Regions from separate parts of the Sus scrofa genome. Here region 1 is linked to region 2. Evidence: chromatin contacts called from public HiChIP or PLAC-seq data. All regions are on one chromosome and are shown on one strand. The core of a region is the stretch at or near the end of the contact, and the rest is flanking DNA. Distances in the headings are between cores, read along the strand shown.

Region 1 (7,513 bases), core at 11-2,510, 280 kb after region 2:
TGTTGGCTTAAAAGGGCGTTCTCTCTGCTCTTGATAACAGTGGCTTTACAAAAGGTTACAGGCGGAACTCCTAGGCCTGACCTTGAAGGCTCTCCAAGACCCGGCCTATCCCAACCTGTGCACTCTGGCCAGCTGTCATTCCTCCCACTTGCTCACTCGCTGTTCCTACAAAAGATGTGAACTCCCCCCCGCCTGCCCCCAAGCCCTTTTCCTCATCTTTCCAGCTCTCAGCCCCATGCCCCTTCCTTCCACCCCAGGCGTGCAGTCGTTCCTCTTCAGTTTTCCTCCCATGACCTTGTGCCTCTGAATTAGCACCTTGCATTTCCCACCCTGCCTGGCTCCCTTTGATGTCTGGTTCTGGGCTAGGTCTTCCTCAGTGCCTGGCACATGGCCCATGCTCAGTTAACCATCTAGATGAATTCCTGATGCCAGAGATTTCAAGAGAGAACTCTTTATCCTTTTTTTTGTAGGATATCCGACACGAAGCCAGTGACTTCCCCTGTAGAGTGGCCAAGCTTCCCAAGAACAAGAACCGAAACAGGTACAGAGATGTCAGTCCCTGTAAGTATCCACGTCGCTGTTCCCCTGCTTCCACTGCGGCAGCCCTTCCTCAGCTGCAGGGCCTCTCAGTCAAGGTTCCTTTAGCCCAGGGTTTGGTAATAAGTCGGCAGCAGTAAAGGTTTATGACTTGATTGTTTCCTATAATAAAGGCATTAGAGACTTATAGTAATGGTTCATTTTTCCACCCTTGTAGAAGGGGTAAGGTTTCAGTTTCTGGAAAATTCAGCTAAGTTCAAAGCACTTTTTTTTAGCTTTGACTGTTTCAGTGATGAATCATTTTCCTACCAGCTGAAGCAGAGTGTCACAGGCATAATAGAACCCCTTCTGGATGACTCAGCAACAGTATTATTAGACCCTGAGCATTGTAATGAACTATAATGGTGCCCTACAGGCATTAAGGGGGGGGAGCATTTCACCTCCTCAACTAAAGACGCAGCTCTGCTTGTTGACCCGACACCCACTGCCTGCCGCCATCGTCATTTTTCTGGCTCTTTCCTGCTATTAGCTCTCAGTGTGCCTGCTGGCCGCCTTTTCTGCCTTCTGTGTAATTGGTTTTCAGTCCAGTGATGGGAAAAGTAAATAACCAAATGTGTTAGAATTTGTATCAAGTAAGAAAAACTGGAGCTGAGTAAAGGACATGAACTTTGCCCCTTTCTCTAGGCCACAGAGGACTTTTTGACTCACCTCCATGTGGCCGTTATCAGTCAGCAAGGGATGTGGTGCCGACAGCTCCATGGCAGTGTTCTCTGCCAGGAACACGGGAGATACAGCCGGTCAGTCCTCAGCCAGGCACCTCCCTCAAGCCTGCTGAAGCTCACTGTGCCTGGCTCTGGTGGCAGCTCTTGGTGCCCGCCTGCAGGAGAGTCGGCAGTGTCCCCTGCCCTGAATTGTGCAGTGCCCAGGCCCCTGGAAGGGGAGTAAATTGGACCTGCGTGGGCACAGAGCAGGCTGCCTCCGACTGCTAGCCTGGAGGTCCCTGCCTGGCTTGGTGACTCCCTCTCCCCCTCAGAGCTGAGAGGCCTCAGGCCGGTTGACCTTTCCTCTGATCTTCAGTCAAACAGGAGTCACACAGATCTCAGGATTGTGTAAAGATGAAATAAAGTAACATCAGCCAGTTAGCCCAGTGTCTTGCTCATGAGTGTTAGCTGTGGTTGTGACGGCTGTTATCTGAAGGTACCCGCCAGGACCATCTGAAGTACAGTTCTAGGTCACGTGACGCATGATTTTGCCCCAGTGCCCAGTTCTCTTGATTTATAGGTCATTGCACCTCATAGGTTTTATTTAAAAATAATGCTAGTAACCTCTTCTCAGGTGATTCTGCTGTGAAGCTCTGGGGCAGCTACTCTGAACTGGAAAGAACAATCACTGTTGGAATCTTTGACGCACTGCCGGCGGGGCCCTTGGTCTGCAGCTTTTGCTGTACTTGCTCTGAATTAGGCATTAATGTTGTCTTTAATATTCCTTTTCAACGTTTTTGATCAGTGCTCATCTAAATGGTTTTATGAACCAGTTTTACAGAGGAAAAAAAAACAGCATTTAAAATATTCTTGGGAGTTCCCGTCGTGGCGCAGTGGTTAACGAATCTGACTAGGAACCATGAGGTTGCGGGTTCAGTCCCTGCCCTTGCTCAGTGGGTTAATGATCTGGCGTTGCCATGAGCTGTGGTGTAGGTTGCAGACGTGGCTCGGATCCCTCATTGCTGTGGCTCTGGCGTAGGCCAGTGGCTATAGCTCCGATTCAACCCCTAGCCTGGGAACCTCCATATGCCGCGGGAGCGGCCCAAAGAAATAGCAAATAAATAAATAAATAAATAAATAAAATAAAATAAAATAAAATAAAATATTCTTCCAGAGATACAATTGAAAAGCTTTTTCACCCCTGTCCAGTCTCACTCTTTATATTTTTCTTTTTCTCCCCTTTCTCCATCTTCAGTAGAAAAAGTAATTTGCTTTTAAGGTTGTGGAGGAAATGGGGGAAATGTTTCAAGGGACAAAGTGATTGTTGTTAGCTTCCATTTGGCAGGTGGAAAACCCAGCACTCAGACGATAAGTTGTTTGCCCAAAGTCCCCACCCAGTGCTGTGTGAGTCCACTCACATAACCACCAGTGCCAGTCATAATTTTTTTGAGATCTCTTATCTCCATGACCCACTTAAATATTACCCAAGTGTTTCAGTTTGTATTAACCCTCTATGATGAGAAACATTATTCCAAACAGTGACTGATTTTCAAAAACATCTCTTTGAGACCCTTTAGAACAAAGTCTCAAACCACTTATTCCCACTAATTTTTCCTTTTCCACTGGGCAGGGGGAGAAATTTATGGATGATCACCTGAGTTCATCATCCCTTGTGTTGTACCAGAAATAAAAATAACCACCTGCTCTCTTTTTGGTTTTTTTAGTTTTTATTATAGTTGATTTACAATGGTGTGCCAATTTCTGCTCTGTAGCAAAGGTGACCCAGTCATACATATGTACACTCCTTTTCTTATGTTATCTTCCATGATGGCCTACCCCAAGAGATTGGATGTAGTTCCCTGTGCCGTACAGTGGAACCTCATTGCTTATACGTTCTAAGTGTAATCCCACCTGCTCTTTTTAGCTATACTAGTGGGATGAGGAAAGTGGCCCTTAGGAAACCATAGCTTTTATAACAAAGTCATAGTAAAAGGGGAGAAAAAAAGTGCTGGGCTTCTTCGTAACTTGGGGCAAATCTTTCCAATATGAATTTATTCCTAAGAACTGTTCTCGGAGTTCCCATTGTGGCTCTGTGGAAATGATTCTATCATCTATGAGGAGGCAGGTTCGATCCCTGGCCTCGCTCAGTGGGTTAAGGATCCAGCATTGCTGTGAGCTGTGGTGTAGGTCACAGATGCGGCTTGGATCCCACATTGCTATGGCTGTGGTGTAGGCTGGCATCTACAGCTCCAATTTGACCCCTAGCCTGGGGACCTCCATATGGCACAGTTGTGGCCCTAAAAAGACAAAAGTAAAAAAATAAAAAACGGGAGTTCCCATCGTGGCTCAGTGGTTAACGAATCCAACTAGGAACCATGAGGTTGCGGGTTCGATCCTTGGCCTTGCTTAGCGGGTTAAGGATCCAGCGTTGCCGTGAGCTGTGGTGTAGGTCCAAGATGTGGCTCGGATGTGGCGTGGCTGTGGTGTAGGCCAGCGGCTACAGCTCTGATTAGACCCCTAGCCTGGGAACCCCCATATGCTATGGGTGTGGCCCGAGAAAAGACAAAAAGCCCAGTAAATAAATAAATAAATAAATAAAATTTAAAAAAATAAACTATTCTGAAAGTTACATTTAATATACTTTCAAAAAAGACTAAATAAATAAATAAATAAATAAAGGAGTTCCCATCGTGGCGCAGTGGTTGACGAATCTGACTGGGAACCATGAGGTTGCGGGTTCGGTCCCTGCCCTTGCTCAGTGGGTTGACGATCCGGCGTTGCCGTGACCTGTGGTGTAGGTCGCAGACGCGGCTCGGATCCCGCTTTGCTGTGGCTCTGGTATAGGCCAGAGGATACAGCTCCTATTTGACCCCTAGCCTGGGAACCTCCATATGCCGCAGGAGCGGCCCAAGAAATAGCAAAAAAAAGGACAAAAAAATATATATACTTTCAGTGTTTTGGATTCAGAGTTTATTTTTTCCACTTAAACTCTTTTGTCTTTGATTATTACATTTATGTTATTCTTGAACTTAAAAAAAAAACAAAAAACAAAAAATCCCGTGTCAAGGAATTCAAGGTATAACCTTTCACATTGCTGTTTACTTAGGCCATTTAGTCTTCAAACCATTAGGCATAGGTTAGGTTGAGGTGTGGTCCTAAGTCTTACCTACTCAGCTCATTTACTAACAAGAGCTCTGGGGACTGGGTGGAATTGGGGTGGATTTTGTTCCCTTTTAAAGATTGAAGCCACTGTGTTTTGTTTTTTTTTTTTTTTTTAGGGCCACATCTGCGGCACATGGAGGTTCCCAGGCTAGGGATTGAATTGCAACTATAGCTGCTGGCCTACGCTAGAACCATAGCAACGCCAGATCTGGGCCATGTTTGTGACCTACACCACAGCTCATGGCAGTTCGGGATCCTTAACCCACTGAACGAGGCCAGGCATTGAACCCGAAACCTCATGGTTATTAGTTGGGTTTGTTAACCACTGAGCCACGACAGGAAATCTGAAGCCACTGTATTTTTTAACCTTTAAACGTATGTATGTAATAGGCATCAGAATACAGATCCCTTGACGTTCCCTCTTCCCAGTTTTCTGGAGTTGTGAGGACAGTAATAAATATCATTACGTTAAGACAATATCGCCTAAAAACAGATTTCCCAAACAGTACATAATCTGTGTTTTAGTGTAGTTTGTCTCTGTTGCTATTTAGTGTTATGTTTCAAATACTTCCAAAAATCTTTGGGAAAACACCAGCCGTTCTGGCAGGTAATAGAAAAAGAATATGTATATGTGTGTGACTGGGTCACTCTGCTGTACATCACAAATTGATAGAACATTGTGAATCAGTTATACTTTAATTAAAAATTACAAAAAAAGAAAAGAGAGCTAGTCATTCTCATGATGATGACTGATCTCAGTGAGGCTTGGCCTCAGCCAACATGAACGCGCCTGGTGCCACCACCTCGCCTTCTTTGCTTACCCTGTGGCGCGTGCTGCCTGTGCAGACAGTGTGAGTCCTCCAGATTAACCTCAGTTCTGGTTTGCCTTTCAGTTGACCATAGTCGGATTAAACTCCATCAAGAAGATAATGACTATATCAATGCTAGTTTGATAAAAATGGAAGAAGCCCAAAGGAGTTACATTCTCACCCAGGTAAACAGATTGTGTGAATTTTTCTTTGATAGTTTTGTGTTTGTTGGTGTTAGAGTGCTGTTATCTAAACCTCAGTTAAAATCTGCCACTTCTTGTAGAAGATCAGGTTTTAAACAACCCAGGAAAACAACAAGGGAAGGAAAAAGCCTTCTTTCAGAGATTCAGTCTAGTTGTGACATGAATCTTTTCTGGGAAGCATGGCATTGCTGGTTTTGTAGAAAACAGCAGTAAAATGCCAGGGGTGCCTTTGGGCTGTTGACAGGGGCAGCACCTAGAGAAGAGCCTATAACCCTCCTCAGGGCATCAGGAATCTTTGTCTAGATAGCCATTCAGAATTCCTCTGCCTGGTGCTCCTTCTTTGGCAGTGGGAGCAGGCGAGGGGCGGGTGATTAGATTGTGTAAACAAGCGTGCAAAATCACTTGACCTTCCCATTGGCTTTTGGCATCTTTATGGAAAAAAATCATAGAAGTGGTTTAATAGCTGACCTTTTGCGAAACACTTACTGGTATATGACCTGAAGACTATGCGTGGGAAAGGGGATAAAGGAGTTTCTTTTTAATTAATGTTCTCAAGTCTCAATCTAATCTGCTACCTGTAAATAAATTGGTCCAGGTTTTTCTCTCTCTCTCTTTTTTTTTTTTTTTTTTTCTTTTTTCCTTAGGGCCACACCCTTAGCATGTGGAGGTTTCCAGGCTGGGAGTCCTATTCCAGCTACAGATGCCAGCCTACACTACAGCTCATGGCAACACCAGATCCTTAACCCACTGAGCAAGGCCAGGAATTGAACCCACAACTTCATGGTTACTAGTAGGATTCGTTTCCACTGCTCCAAGACGGGAACTCCTTTTTTTTTTTTTTAATCATAATTTTCATTTTCTCATTCCATATCACTTTTATCAGTCTTACATTTGCTTTGGGTTATAGGGTGATTGCAAACATCATAACTCTGCTTAATACTTGGAGACTAAGGAATTCCCGTTTTGGCACAGTGGAAGTGAATCCAATTAATCCACTAGGAACCATGAGGTTGCAGGTTCGGTCCCTGGCCTCACTCAGTGGTTTAAGGATCCAGCGTTGCCATGAGCTTTGGTGGTGTAGGTCGCAGACTTGGCTCAGAACTGGGGTTGCTGTGGCTCTGGCGTAGGCCGGCAGCAACAGCTCTTATTAGACCCTTAGTCTGGGAACCTCCATATGCCACAGATATGGCCCTAAAAAGACAAAAAAAAAAATATATATATATATGTATATATATATATATATATATATTAGGAGACTAAAATGACAGTGAAGTCAGGAAGTACATTGAACAAAGTATGCTTTGGAACAGGGCATATCCCCCATGGCCCTTCTTTACTGTCCCTTTTGTCCTGCCCCAGTTCCTCTCTGCACATGACCAGAATCAGCCAGACACCTTCCAGTGGGTGTACGGGACATGAGCCATGCTGTGTGTTCAATTCTGGGGGCCGCTGAATAAATGCCCAGGGCCTCGCCTGTAGTCTTCCCGTCACCTCTGGGGCGGGGTGTAAAGGAAGGACACCCTGGTTGTGGCGAGCTGGTGGGAAGAGGTCTGAAGCAAAAGTGTCTTCTTGGGAACTTCTCTTAAAAAAGAAGTAGTCAAGTTTCTTACTTCCTCATTTCAGCCATTCAGCTTTGGTGTGGGGTCAGGAAGCCAAAGCAAAGCTAGGGTGTGTAAAGTCACATGGAGCATTAGGAAGTCACCATGGAAACTTTGACACCACGGCCCCCCCACCCCTCACCCCATGCCCTCACAGTTACTCAGACGTTCTGTCTGTGCCTGAGGTTCTGTCTGCCAGATGGTACCATGGATGTCAGAGGATATCCGGAGGGATAGGTCTCCCTCTGTCCTGAGATTTACGTAAGGGATCGAAGCAGCCAGACCCCAAAGAGGCACCCCTGGTCGGTGAAATATGTCCCAAGCCACAAAGTCAGGCAAACCCTACCCAATTTTTATTTTTAATGTTATTTAATGTTATGCACATAACACATGCCTATAGTCTCATTTTTTAAAATTCAGGTAGGTTGATTTACAGTGTTGATGTCTGCTATACAGAAAAGTGATTCAGTTATATATGTATATATACACATTCTTTTTTACAT
Region 2 (7,729 bases), core at 3,209-5,708:
GGGCTCTGTTTCAGGAGTCGCACCTTGGCCCAGCTCCCTGCAGAGTTCCCAGGAGGTAAGAATATTAGCAGACCCTGGCCCCAGAGAAATAGGTGGGCCCTAGGTCTGGGGCTTTTTAAATTCCACTGACCCTACGATGTGGGGATTCGTCACCCCATTTTGCAGATGAGAAAATGGAGGTTCACAAAGGGCAAAGAGTTGTCCAAGGCCACACAGCAAATAAAGGCAGAGCCAGGACATGACTGCAGCCCCAAGTTTTGACTCAACCATCCACACACTCCTGCCCCCATTCAAGAGGATTCTCCAGTCTGCCCCTTGGCAGGGGCTTGATCTCTGTCTTACCTGGTCTTCAGGAAAGGGACAATGATCCCATTGCCCTGGGGAGCTTGAATGCTGTGCTCATGGCCTCAGGATCAAGGGGGACCTATGGATGGCCTGGGTGCTCCCCCACCCCCAGAATCAAGACACAGGTCCCACGTTTCCTCTTGCTTCTCTCAGAAGCGAGAGAATAATAGTTGGTTCAAATGTCAGGCCAGCTCTGCTGCCTGTGGGGAGACTGGTTGAGCAGGTCTGGGGGAGGGGGGGATGGAGGGAGGAAATTATTAATAATTGCGAAGCAACTAGCCCTGCTGCAGGCCTTGAGATGTGTCTTTGTGTGTCTTTGCAGGTGTGGGGTTGGGAATGCTAATCCTAGGGACCCCATCCTGGAGCGGGGGCTCAGCCTAGGGATCCGCTGCAGCCTCCAGGGGCCTGTAGTGGGGTGGGGGTGAGGGGATGGGAGGCACAGAGTTAGCCTCTCCGTACACCTTGGCCTCCCTGCCTCCCATCAACCCAGGTTAGGAGGGATCTGCCAACATCAAGAGGAGAAGGGAAAGGGCCTACTCTTGTCTTTGGGAGGCATCTCACTACGTGCTGTATTTAATTCAGATGCTGTTTTTTTTTTTTTTTTTTTTATCTGTAGTCGACAGTTGGGGAAACTGAGGCACAGGGGTTTTAAGTGGGACTTGAACTCAGGGTGCTGACCGCAGCTTGACTGCTCTTGCTGTCCTCTCTGCTGGGGGTGGAGGGATCCCCCTCCCTGGAAAAGGCCCTTACCCACTCCCTCAACATCAGCACAATCCCCGATGCCACACCCTAGAGGATGGGAGTTGGTCTGAAGCTTCTCAGGACCTCAGTCTTCTCATCTACAGAATGGGCAGCAGAGTAACTTCCTCCAGGGTCAGGGCAGCCGACAAGGGGAGGAGGTAAGGAGATAGCTTGTCTTTCCTCTCTTCTCCAGCACCCACTGCAAGGCCTGTCCGACCGCCACCACCACAGGCATCTTTCCACTAAGACATCCTTAACCTCTAGGGTGCCTAGCAGAGCTGGTTCCCTTGCTGGGCTTTGGAAAATTCATTCTGAAATGTGAGTGCTCACTTTACATTTTAGTAGGAAAATGGCTTGAATGGTGGGTACTTGAGGCAGAGTTTCGGGGAATGGACAGTGGGAATTCTGGGAGCGGAAAGTGAGCCTCTGGACCTGGGGCTAGCTGCCACCTATGGCAGAGGCACGCCCGGATGGCGTGCCACCGAGCCCCAGGATGGGCTGTGTCTGTGGGGGACCTCCGGGGCGTCCCCCTCCCAGGTCTGCCCGATGGGCCGATAAAACCCAGCCTCGGAGGAGGCTTAATTACAGGCCTTGGTGGTGGCGGGCAGGCGAGTCATGAGGTGGGGGTGACTCAGAGGATTGCTCCATGAGCAGGGTGGAGGTGGGGGCCTCCTGTCTGCCCCTCACCAGGCTGGCCTGTGGAGGGCCTGGGCACCCCAGGGAGGCCCCACAGGGCCACTGAGTGTGACCGGGCCAGGGTCTCACCCCTGGTCCTGTGACCCAGGCCCCTGTGCCACTTGGCAACTTTGGGGCTTGGCATTGTGTTGGGAGCTGGGACTGGCTGGGTTTTCCCCTTGCTCAGTCCCGGGCATCGGCTTCTGGGAAGTGGGAATCTGGGCTCAGAAGCACCAAACGCCTTGCTGATTTCCTGAACCCCAGGGGCAGGGCTCCGGGAATCCCAGATGAGTGAGAGGTAGAACCTCAAGCATGTGTGGACTCTGAGAACCAGCGGAGGGTGGTTTCTAGAACCAAATGTTTCCAGGCTGAAGGATTCACAGATTAGTGGATTGTAGCATTACAGATTTGTAACATCAGGTAATAGGTTACAATTGTTTCCAGAGAATTCATTCATTGAGCAAGAGAGTTTAAAAAATCACAGCAGCCGAAGAGTTTAGAGGGAAATCATCTGAATGTCTTTGACCGGCTCCCATATGGGTCAGAAAGAAAAAATAAGAGAATAAAAATATAGATGTTCATCTTGTTCTATCTAGCCAGAGGGGACACACACAAAGGGGAGAGTCAGTGACTGGTGCATTGAGGTGTTTGTTGTGCTGTTTTGTTTACTTTCTTTGAGTTTGGAATTTGTCAAAAATAAAAAGTTGGAAAAAGTAAAATAGAGAATGAGTAAAGTAAACATAAGCCGTAGCATATTAGATTACACAACTTGGTGATTTGCAGTATTACGACTTCCCAATCCATGCATCTATAATTCTCTTTATGCACTTATTATATTTTTTATTTACACATTTATGCAGAGCACCAACTGTGGGCCAGGATTTGTTCTAAGGGCCCCACAAATACTAACTCATTTAATTCTTACAACACCTCTGTGAGGTGAGTGTGGGTACGATGGTCATTTCACAGCTGAGGAAACCGAGGCACAGAGCAGGGACTGACTTGTTCGAATTGTGCCCAAGCACGTTGTTTGGTGTCTGCTGTGTGCCAGGTGCTGTGCTAGACTCTGGGACAGAGCAGCAAGCAGGACAGTCACTGTCCCTGCTCTGGGGGAACTTGGCAGGGGAGACAAATAATAAACAAACGAGCGAGACTGTCCTAAGTGCACGAAGGAAAATAAGCTGCTTTGATGGAGGGCACAGGGTGGGACCTCCTTCCCATCAAGGTAGCAGGAGGGCTCCTCTGAGGAGGTGGTATCTGAGCTGAGACCTAAGGGGAGAAAGGAGGCTCGCCAGGCAATATGCCTGCTGTCTGCACAGGCTGTGCCTTCTGCCTGGAGCACCCTTCTCTCTACTTCTCTGTGCCAAACTCCCACTCACTGTTCCAGGTCTGGCTGGGCAGGCATCTCCTCTGGGGGTGGGAGGTGGACTGGGAGACTTCCTTGACCCGAGGGGGAGCCTGTCCTCCAACTCCCCAACTGTCTCCTCTTTCCTCCCTGATCCCAGAGCAGACCTTGAATGCAGGGAGCCTCTATTTGAATCGGCAGCACCACCCACCTGCCAAAGATGGAGGTCCAGAGAGGTTAAGCGACTTGCTCAAGGACACACAGCCAGCAAGTGTTCAAGGAGGGATCGGCACTAGGGATTTACAGGCTGCCTTTTGGCTATTGTTTACTTGCCTTCCTCACTGCCCTCCTTAGGTCAGAACCCCAGAGGTTAGCTCTACCTTCAGGGAAAGGCAGGTGGGGACCTGAGCCCTGGACTCCCAGAAGGACCCTGTGTCCACTGCCACCCTCTGAGCCCCAGCGAACATCAGGAGCTCAGTTGGGGCAAGTCGCCCACATCACCTGCCCCTGGACTGGTCCACACTCTTTGCTCCCCAGGCCAGTTTCTGGCACTGACAAGCACAAGGCCAGGCCACCTGCACACCTGGCTCCCATCCTGGTCCCAGGGGCTCCACCAGGCGGTGGGGACAGGGAGATGCTTAGGAGGCTCTGCATCGGACAAAGGGTGCAAGTTTGTGGAGGGCGGGGCTCAGCTCCCCTATCCCAGTCTCTCTCACTGGGGAACCTAGTGGGGTGGATGGAGCCCGAGTGCTGACGGCCCCAGACTGAGTGCAGGGTCAGCTCTATCCTTTGAGGCTCTGAATCTCAAAAATCTTGTCCTTCTCATCTGCAAGATGGAAACCACCTGCCTCGGGATGAAATGATAGCATGGTGGCTCGGGGCTCCCAAAATGCAGACTCCACTGCTGGGGATTGCTATGATTCCAGTTTCATTCACACATTCATTTCATCAGTGTTTGCTGAGACCCTATCCTGTGTCAGCCCCTGGGCAGGAGGTTGGAGTCACATCACAAAACAGAAAAAATCCCTGCCTTTGCACGGTCAGTGCACAGGTAAACCAACAGCATCATTTCAGAACGTGGTAAAAGCTTGGGAGCAAATATCCCAGGGAGGAGTGATGGAGAGTGACCAGGGGCTTCTTTAAATAGGGTGACTGGAGAGCGCCTCCCTGAGAAGCAGCTGTGACCCGAGAGAGGGATGTTGATGATGAAAGGAACGGCAAAGGCAAAGGCCCTGAGGTCAGAACAAGCTGGGGGTTCGGAGAACAGAAGGGCAGCCACTGTGGCATGAACAGAGTGAGGGAGAGGATCGGAGAGACAGGAAGGAGGTGGGTCCTTCAGGGCATCGAAGGCGGGGTGAGAAATTTGAATTTCATTCCAACGGTGATTGTTATAAACAAAGACCCAAGTTATGAGTGACTACAATATGCAAAGTGCAAACTCATCGTGATTCACTTCCAGCCCAGAGCTTGAGCCCTTTGGATCTGGCGCCTTAGAGAAAAGCACCTGCGCACCCCTCCTCTGCAGCTTTTCTTTTTTAAAGAAATACAAAGGTAACAGGTCATTGCCACCTGTCAGATGGGATGCGAGTTTGTTAGTTGTGAACGTGGCCATAGTCTCTGGACTTTGGTGCTTATTGGGAGAGTGAAGTGGGCTGAGGAGAGGCAGTAATATCACCTGCCCTGATTTCAACAGTGCCGTGGCAAATGGGGAAGGCTTGGAAGATCAGCTGGTCCAACCCCCTGACTCCCAGATGAGGAACCTGAGGTCCAGACGAGGGGGAAGTGAGTGGCCAAAGGTGACACTGTGAGTCAGAGGCAGATGCAGGACTTGAACTCAGGCCCCCTGACTTTCAACCCAGACTTTCTGAGAAATGGGTGTCTTGCCATAGGCTTCCCCTTTGCTTTTTCCTCCCAGACAGTGTCAGCTGCTCTTGGGGCCAGGGAGCAGACTTGGAGCAGGGGGGCAGAGGTTTGGGGTCCACCCCTTCCTCAATGCACACTTTCTCATCAGCAGCACTACTAGTGTTTGAACCAGATCATTATCTGTCGTGGTGGATGTCCTGTGTGGCACCTTCAGACCACTTCTCAGATGAAAACAGAGCCACAGGGATGCCTCTCAAAGTCATAGAACTGGAAAAGGCGAAGGGAGAAAGCAGTTTAACTCCGAATTAGTAATGACTCCTGCCATTGGTATAACCCCCCAGTGGCAATTGCTGAATGTTGAGCGAAACACCAGGCAAACACCAGGATGAACTGACCGAAGAACTTCTCCAGTGTCAGGAGAATAGGTCCTTTGGCTCAAAGCACAATTTCCAAGCAGAAAGGGTTTCACGTAGAGATGAAAAGACCATGATCTGGAAGTGTGAGGCTGCAACTCAGAAGGGACAGTGAAACGAGAAAGTTTCTGAAAACCAAGGTACATCAGCTGGGTTTGGGGGAAAAAAATCATTCCATGACCTATAAGAGTATATAAGAAAGCATATTGGAAAAAGTATCTAGTTTTTAAAAATAGACTTTATTTTTTAGAGCAGCATCAGATTTATAGAAAAATGGGAAAGGTAGCACCCTGCACCCAGGTTCCCCTATGAGTAACACGTTAACATTGTCCTGGTACAGTTGTTACAGTTAATGCACCAGGGGTGATGGATTACTATTAACTAAAGTTCATAATTTATTCAGATTTTAAAAGTTTTTACCTAATATGTTTGTTTGTTTATTCCAAGATCCCATTTAAGATTCCATATCACCTTTGGTTGTCATGTCCTTTTAGGTTCCTCTTGGCTGTGACAGTTTCTCAGACTTTCCTTGCTTTTGGTGAACTTGACAGCTTTGAGGAGTACTGGTCAGGTTTTTCGTTGGCTGCTCTTCTTTTGAAAGAATTTTCTGATGTTTTCGTCTTGGTTGGGTGGGGGTTGTGGGTGATGAGGAGGAAGCTCTCAGAAGTAGAGTGCCATTTTTATCATGTTGCATCAAGAATACAGACTGTCAACAAGATTTTTCACTGTCGATGCTGACCTTGATCACCTGGCTCAGGCGGTGTTTGTCGGGTTTCTCCCCTGGGGAGTTCCTCTCCCCCCTCTTCCCTTATTGTCCTCTTTGGAAAAAAGTCACTCTGTGTAGCCCTCACCTAAAGAGGAGGCGGTTCTGCTGTGGTGTACAAATGACTTAGAGTTCTGCCCAGATTTGTCTGTTCTCCCTTATTGACTTATTGATCCAATCCTATCAGTATGGACTCATGGCTATTTTATTTACGCTTTGAGTTATAATTCAATATTAATTAATTTTGTTGTTCAAATTGTTGCAGCTTTGGCCACAGGAGCTCTTTGAGTTGGTTCCCTTGGCCCCGATGTACCACCATCAATGTAGGTTTTTTTTTTTTTTTTTCTTTCTTTGAGCACTTACTTACTTCTAGTGCTACAAGATGCTTCAGGCTCGTCTTGTATATTTCTTACCCCAGTCTTAGAATCAGCGGTTTCACCATGGAGCCCTGATTCCTTTATTTGGAGAGTGGTGTTAGAAACCAATATCTGGGTGCCAGTGTGCCTATTGCTAGTGGGGTGGCATTCCTTTTAGGCCTTCTCAGCTGACAGAAAAAAGAAATATAGAAGTTCCTTCTATGGTACAGTGGGTTAAGGATACAGTGTTGCCTCTGCAGTGGAGTGGGGTTTTTTTTTTTAGGGCTGCACTTGCGGCATATGAAGGTTCCCAGGCTAGGGGTCTAGTTGGAGCTGTTGCCTCCAGCCTATGCCAGGGCCACAGCAATGCCAGATCGGAGCCACATCTGTGACCTACACCACAGCTCATGGCAACACCAGATCCTTAACCCACTGAGCGAGGCCAGGGATTGAACCTGCAACCTCATGGTTCCTAGTCAGATTCATTTCCACTGCACCATGATGGGAACTTCTATATATATGTGTGTGTGTGTATGTCTATTTACTTATATATAAATACATATGCAGATATCTATAAATATTACCATATGTAGCCATCTATATTTTCATTTCACTAAACATGAATTCATGCTGCTATCTCCAGAATCTATTGTTTTTAATGAGGTTTGAAATAGTGGTGTGTCACTCTATTGATAACCATAATTATCACTGCTACATACTGTGTGATTATTATGTGCTAAGTACTTTCTAAGTGTTTAATGAGCATTATCTCATTTAAGCTGCATGACAGCCCCAGACCTTGGTTATACCCCTCAACCTCATTTTACTGATGAGGTTTTGGAGGCATAGAAAACCTAAGATCCTGACCAAAAATTCTCCCATCTAGTAAGTGGTGAAATTGGTGTCAAACTTGGCTCAATTTGTGTCAAACATGAAAATGCATCTATATTTTGCATTAAAGAGAATTTATATACAACTGAAAGACACCATTGTCTTACAGTTGACTGGCTGATACGGTATTATATTTCGAAGACATTTAACTTAAATGTCATGATATTCTTTGAAGCCAATATAATATTTTGGATTTCAGACATGTTCTGTTTGAGGCTCTGTTGTCTCTAATGACCAGTGGATGAAAGCGCTTAGGCACGTCCACCCAGCCACCCTGCTGGGTCATTCTCAGTACCTCCCTCCAGCTAGTCCCATGGGAAATTCGCGGGCACACAGA

What was found. HiChIP or PLAC-seq counts read pairs in DNA pulled down with a chosen protein or histone mark.
Region 1: an H3K27ac HiChIP or PLAC-seq map of alveolar macrophages shows a contact between it and region 2. The contact joins two enhancer-like sites. A contact is called at or near these places in 1 of 47 Hi-C or Micro-C datasets (epiblast stem cells) and 1 of 2 datasets of contacts at active chromatin or transcription factors (alveolar macrophages).

Annotation. Positions count from the first base shown.
Region 1 is chr17:52,061,756-52,069,268 of Sscrofa11.1, forward strand. It overlaps PTPN1 (protein tyrosine phosphatase, non-receptor type 1), which reads left to right. Exons shown (of 10, transcript NM_001113435.1): 2 at 471-561; 3 at 5,294-5,394. Among named protein-coding and RNA genes, the nearest start is that of PTPN1, 48 kb to the left of the region's middle. Within about 2 kb of position 1,261, at least 40 of the 83 cell types and tissues checked have an H3K27ac peak or open chromatin away from gene starts, as enhancers often do. A contact at or near this core is called in alveolar macrophages, where this site is marked.
Region 2 is chr17:51,775,228-51,782,956 of Sscrofa11.1, forward strand. LOC110257431 (a long non-coding RNA gene) reads left to right here. Exons shown (of 2, transcript XR_002340007.1): 1 at 1-1,244. Among named protein-coding and RNA genes, the nearest start is that of CEBPB, 56 kb to the left of the region's middle. Within about 2 kb of position 4,459, at least 5 of the 83 cell types and tissues checked have an H3K27ac peak or open chromatin away from gene starts, as enhancers often do. A contact at or near this core is called in alveolar macrophages, where this site is marked.